Linked DNA regions of Zea mays: region 2 is linked to region 1. Evidence: chromatin contacts called from public Hi-C data. All regions are on one chromosome and are shown on one strand. Each heading gives the region's core, a stretch centred on a gene start, on an enhancer-like site or on the middle of the called end of the contact. The rest is flanking DNA. Distances are from core to core; before and after follow the strand shown. Region 1 overlaps LOC100279895. Region 2 has its middle 29 kb from the start of LOC118476139.

What was found. A called contact is a pair of places that touch in the nucleus more often than the background predicts.
Region 2: a contact with region 1 is called in a Hi-C map of ear, with 4 times the contacts expected there. The contact joins two enhancer-like sites. A contact is called at or near these places in 4 of 25 Hi-C or Micro-C datasets (ear, leaf and tassel).

What each region holds. Positions count from the first base shown.
Region 1 is chr1:238,354,510-238,357,592 of Zm-B73-REFERENCE-NAM-5.0, forward strand. LOC100279895 reads left to right here. Exons shown (of 18, transcript NM_001361000.2): 18 at 1-70. Among protein-coding and RNA genes, the nearest start is that of LOC100279895, 9.7 kb to the left of the region's middle. Within about 2 kb of position 1,537, at least 14 of the 20 cell types and tissues checked have an H3K27ac peak or open chromatin away from gene starts, as enhancers often do. A contact at or near this core is called in ear, leaf and tassel, where this site is marked.
Region 2 is chr1:238,536,374-238,539,827 of Zm-B73-REFERENCE-NAM-5.0, forward strand. No RefSeq gene overlaps it. Among protein-coding and RNA genes, the nearest start is that of LOC118476139, 29 kb to the left of the region's middle. Within about 2 kb of position 1,863, at least 12 of the 20 cell types and tissues checked have an H3K27ac peak or open chromatin away from gene starts, as enhancers often do. A contact at or near this core is called in ear, leaf and tassel, where this site is marked.

The DNA of each region.
Region 1 (3,083 bases), core at 287-2,786:
TCGTGACTCAAGAGAGTTCATGTTGTATAATTGTACAGCAAACTGTTAGTCACATAATCTTTTTTTTTCACTTTGAAAGTTTTGTGCTGTTCACTTGAATAGAGCTAGAAATAAAAGAACTGGGAAGCTGGTGTCTACGGCTAACCGTAGGGCTGTTGGAAGTTAACGTCCCATAGCTAGGCAGGTAGCGTTGGAAGTTAATTTAACTTTCGACGGAATCACAAGAAGTTGCTGACTACGACACCGTGTTGCCACTCGTTTGGTCTACTCATCTTTTTTTTGTTGCTGGAAGTTTTGTGCTGCCAAAGTAACCACATTTCACAAGAATAGAGCTAGAAATAAAAGGAAATCTGGTGGTAGTTAGGTTTTCATATCGGCACTTGTGTTGGGAGTTGGGACATGTGCATGCAATCCCTATATCAAATATTAGCTGTGTTCATTTTGTTGCTCTTGGCGCCCGAGCTTTGCCGCAGCACCAATGGCGGAGGAGGAGAGAAGAAACGCAAGAAAGTGCAAGCAGTATGTCGCACGTGTTAATCAAGCTCCAATGTATAAAATGTATTAGTCGAACGAGGTTTTAAGCTAGCACGCACCTGGTGTCTAATGTATTGCACCTCACTTCCTCTCTCTCTCATCTTTTCACTCATCTTTGCACCTTCTTCTGTTAGCAAACACAATATATGCAGACGCCCTAATAAGCATGCATATTTCTGTGTTACATGTATATATGAACCATTTATTGTAGGTTAAGGTTGCTTTGAATTTTTAAAGTCAATTCTCTCCTGCTTGGAGCACTCCACCTTTACAACGACTCATTTGCCCCTTGGGATTGCACCTTCAGTTAACAGTTAGCGCGCACACTGGAGCTGCCTTATGCGTATTTCTGTGTTACATGTATAATTCTAGGTCTAGCAATGCAAGAGTGGTACATCGAGCGTCGTACGGAATCTGACGCTATCCACTGTACCGTGAGCTTGTGGCAGCAACATGCGGGCTCATGTGCATGGAAGAGAATTAAAAAATATATATAATATGACTGCGAAGGATTATGATATACGGCAAAGAACAAAATATTCATTTTAGGTTAGAAATTTAGAGTTGTATAGCCTTAATGGCGCTGCCCCTAGACCAATCCGCTATCTGCTATTTGTAATGCTGATTCCAACAATTTTATGTTTCTCTCACCCTGTCTGTACTTTGTATTCATTTTTAAATACCTCTCTCTTCAATTCCCCACCTATTTGTCCTCCTCTCTCCTACCACACATCAACTGCCCTTTATATCAGTTTGTAGGTTCCAAAATATGTATACAATATTTGTAATACTATAATACATATTGTTATCTAATAATTAAAATAAAAAATAATTAATTTCATACTTAATTTTATTGATTAGTGAAGGGGGGGGGGGGCGAGAGAAAAGAGATGGATCCGTTGGAGCATCCGAGGGGACGGACGACCGTACACGCAAGACCGGAGAGGGGAGAGCAGTACGTCGAGTGAAGCGATGGATGCAGTCTTGTAGGCTGTAGCGCATCAGTTGTTGGCAGCTGCACTGCACACACAAGTGGCATGGCCATGTGGGCAGAGCATCTACCGGTTGGTTCACTTCATCTGGCCGGGCCGATTGGTTCTTGCCTGGCAGTCGCAAGGAGGGTAGCGCCACTGTAGCACCATAAAATCCATCAACTAAAAATAATAAAATTAGTAAAATATGGTAATCATAATTTTACTTTTAAGTGTTTGTTTAGTTACATTTTCTTTGTATACGCTTGATTGATCGGATGATTGTTATTAACTTCCTTTTAAAAAGAAATCCTAGTAATTAAAATAATAATTGAGTAATATAGTAATTATTAGTCCAGAAAACAAGTATTTTATTTATAAATATTTTTGGTGAATTTTTATGATTTTTTGAGCTCTTTAAAATTGTATCTCGGAATTAGAAAAAAACTAAATCCTAACTAGCCGGCCCACTAGGGGCCCATGCCCCAACCCTAACCCTGTAGCCGCGCGTGCTCCCTGGCAGAAGGCAGCAGCCGTCGCCGCTCTCACTCCCTCTCTCCTCTGTCTTCTCTCTCTCTCCTCTCATCTCCCTCATCTCTCTGCTCTTTCTCTCACGCGCGCGTGCACAGGAGATCGAGCCAGCCGCTGCCGCGACACCGAGCCCGAGCGGCCGAGCGCCCGGCCCCACCCCGCGCGCGACCCCAGCTGCTCAGCGGCCGAGCCCGACTGCCGCTGCTCGCCGCGCGCGAGCGCCTGCATCCGCCGAGCCGCGCCCTCCAGCCGCGCGAGCGACCCGCCAAGACGTTGTCGAGCCCTACGCCATCCCAACGCCGACGTCGTGTTACTGCCTGCGCGCGTTACTTCCTCGTGTTATGGAGCTTTAATCCCTCCGTTTCTCCTCCCTCATTCCTCACACCATTGATGCCGAGACGAAACTGCAACGCCATCAATGGCCAGTGATGACGCTGATGCCCTCTTTCTCTCCCTGGCAGACTTTCTCTCCCTCCTGCTCCCTATAAAAGGCAGCAGAGACACTCTCCTTTCTCCGGCCTACCCAAGCTCATTCCATCTCTCTAGCTCGCCAATACACTGCTCGACGTTGCCGTTCGTTGTCGTTCGTCGCCGGAGCCCGTGGAGTTCGCCGGAGTGTGCCGTTAGTCGCCGGAGTTCGCCGGAGCCACGTATTCGCCGTCCGTAGTCGAGCCCCTGCTTTTCTTCATCCGGCCGAACCTCGTCGATCCATCCCCGTCACACGCGCGAACCTAAGGTTGAAGACGACCCAAATTTATTTTGTATATTTTATAAAAGTACTTTTTGGTTTGATTCATGAGTTGTATATTTTATTTGTTGTAATATGAACACGTGTGATGCACAATTTATGTGTATATGCGTTATGGAATTGTTTGGTAGATTCATGCGATTATTAGCACCGTGTTATGTCATGTTAGTCGTGGCGTTGAATTTTGGATTAGAGAAATATGACAACATTTAGTAGTCACACGTTGACGATAAAAATGCTAGATAGGAATTTTTGTAGTTAAATTTGGTCACGATAAATTTTAGAAACTATTTGGAGAA
Region 2 (3,454 bases), core at 613-3,112, 180 kb after region 1:
GTTTAATTGGTAGGACGATCAAGTACCGGATGGTTAGATCTAGAGTTGTTTGGTTGTGAAACCACTGAAAACAGGACCTTCCCAATGGATACTTGTCGGGCTATCCCCAAACATAACGCATGCAGACTATAAGATATATCCTAAAAAGGTGAATTATTCATGCGCTCCTATCGAATCGCTCACCATCATTACTGGAATCCGGGTCTTTGCCGAGTGCTAGGTGGTTTGCCGAGTGCTTTTGTCAGACACTCGGCAAAGAAGCAGTGGTCTCAGAACTCAGCAAAGTCCTGCTCTCAGTAACGACGACGTTTGCCGAGAGCAGGACTCTCGACACAGGAATACATTCGGCGAAGGGTGGCTCTCGACAAAGGGTCGTCAGCCGCCGTCTAAAGCTGACGGCCGTTACCTTCGCCGAGAGCCGAGTTCTGGCACTCCGCAAAGAATTTTCTTTGCTGAGTGCCCCCCGTTTGACACTCGACAGAGCAAGCTTTGTCGAGTGCCCCCGTTGGACACCCGGCAAAAAAGCAGTGGTCTCAGAACTCAGCAAAGTCCTGCTCTCGGTAACGACGGCGTTTGCCGAGAGCAGGACTCTCGACACAGGAATACACTCGACGAAGGGCGGCTCTCGGCAAAGGGTCGTCAGCCGCCGTCTAAAGCTGACGGTTGTTACCTTTGTCGAGAGCCGAGTTCTGGCAGTCCGCAAAGAATTTTCTTTGCCGAGTGCCCCCCGTTTGACACTCGACAGAGCAAGCTTTGTCGAGTGCCCCTGTTGGACACTCGGCAAAGAAGCAGTGGTCTCAGAACTCAGCAAAGTCCTGCTCTCGGTAACGATGGCGTTTGCCGAGAGCAGGACTCTCGATACAGGAATACACTCGGTGAAGGGCGGCTCTCGACAAAGGGTCGTCAGCCGCCGTCTAAAGCTGACGGCCGTTACCTTTGCCGAGAACCGAGTTCTGGCACTCCGCAAAGAATTTTCTTCGCTGAGTGCCCCCCGTTTGACACTCGACAGAGCAAGCTTTGCCGAGTGCCCCCGTTGGACACTCGGCAAAGTATATTTTTATTTTTATTTTGCCAACCAAACTTTTTGCGGTATGTTTCTACACTATGTAGACCTACATGTACCATTTTATGACAATTATAAAAGTGTTTTCTATAACTATTAGATTTAGTTCGTTTATTTGAATTTCTTTGAAAAAATTCACATTTGAACTGCAAGTCACTTGAAACTTGGAAAATATGAATTATTCGAGGAAATACAATTAAACGAACAAAATCTAATATTTATAGCAAACACTTTTATAATTGTTCCAAAAATGGAACATGTAGGTCAACATAGTGTAGGAACAAACCACAAAAAGTTTGGTTGGAAAAAGAAAAAAATGAAAATAAACTTTGCCGAGTGTCAAATAAAGCACTCGCCCGGCCCAACACTCGGCAACGTACCATCTCTGTCGAGTGTCAGCGTCTTGCGCTCGGCAAAGGTAACGACCATCAGCTATAAACGGTTGCTGACGGTTCTTTGCCGAGCGTCACACTTCGCCGAGTGTTTAACATTCGGCAAATAAGTGTTTGCCAAGTGTCTGGCTATGCCAAGTATGCTAACCTCGGTAAAGGTAAAAGTTGCGGGTATTACCGGTATCGAGAGTCTTTATTTGCTGAGGGTGGCACTCGATAAAGCCGTCTTTGCCGAGTAACCGACAAAAAATAGTCGGCAAATAGTCGGATTCGGTTCATGCATCAACAGCGCTCGGACGCTCGGTGACTCAAGTCGACCAGCTGGCGCGAAGACACAGTGCGAGCACTACGTACGTACAGTTAGGAGAATATATCTGCCGCAGGATTAGCTGAGAGATGGGATTGTCATTGTCAACAGGTTGGTGTCGTGCAGTTATGATGCAAGCACGCACGTACGCACCAGTAGCAGCAGTACTCCATATGGTGCCGCCATGCATGTTGATCTCTGTGATTCGACCGACCCTCAAGTAGCTGCAAACCACACATCCAACAACTGCGGCCGCTATAAAGGCGCGACGACGACGTGACAAAGCCATGCGATCGACATGTGCATGCCACGCGCGCCGAGCAGCGGCCCGTTCTTCTCCTCTTCCAACGCAAGCACTGCCACCCCTTCAACTCGGCACACCCGAGCCAGTGCTTTGCATACTAATCTTCAATTTTCCACACATCAACCGTACGTGCTACGTAGGAGCCATGGTCGTTGCGGTTTCTTCACGACTTGAGCCGAGAGATCTAATTAAAATGAAGACGACGACAGCAAGGGCCCCATTGCACGGGGTGTGATGAGTGACCTCCATGGATCTACATACAAAGCATGTTGCTAGCTAGCAGCTACTTGCAAGTTATTGCAACAGCAACCTCTGCTTGAGAGCTCCAATCCATGTCTGAAACAACAACAACAATTAACCACTATATATATTATATATGGTCGCATTATTGCACCCGACCCATCAACTATTGCTGCATCTATAATCCTTGAGGTACTCTGTTAACCCAGTAGTCGCGTACTGTATTGCCATATATGCATCAGTTAAATACTCTCTCCGTTCATGAGCTTTTAACATACACTGTTCCTTGAATTAAAAGAAAAAACCATATGACCCTTTTTTTCCCGGTCCTTGGAGAGGTCCGATACGTTGCAGGAATTTCTTGGATGATATGGAATCTTGAGTCTGTCATATCAAAGCATAATGCGTGTTAATTTCTCCCGTACGTACGTGGTCTCCTGTCGAACCTAGGACCTGTATGACGATGATGATCAAATTATTGGATGAGTAGTAACCAGTAGATCGAGGAGGACAGCTTAAATTTGTTGTTTGAGTCTCTCTCTTGGAGCTATAGCCAGTCCAAATCGCCAGCTATCATCTGTTTGCGAATTCCGTTGGCAGTTGCATTGGTAGCTGAAACCTAAATGCTGGTGCTGGAACCTAGCTAGCTATTAAGACGCCTCCTTTGCCAGTAGTACGCAAACTACAATCAATCCCCTATGGGGAAAAAAAAAGCCAGAGAGAGAGCTGTGATTCACGAGTTAATGAAGAAATAGCCATAGCGAATATCTGAGCCAATCACACCACGCCTAAAGCTCTAGTGTTCGGTTGCGGAGCTAGTTAGCTGGGATGGAGCGGCTCCATTGCAAAGCAGCAGCGGCTCCATATATCCGAGATATTACCGTTTAAACATATTTTTCTTTTTTTAATTAAGCCACTCTATTCTATACAGAACCAATATAAATAATAAATTTAAAAGTATAGTTGCTCCGTCCTACGATACTCTATAACCAAACACTAGAGGTGGATGTGATTGAACAAGCCTCTCTATAAGTTGGAGAAACTAGTTTCACAAGTCGTGGCGCATGTTGTTTGCAATGATACAGTTAAGCGTCCTCAGATCAGTAGTAGTACTGGGACACAGAGGTATCTTTTCTTCTTTCTTTTTC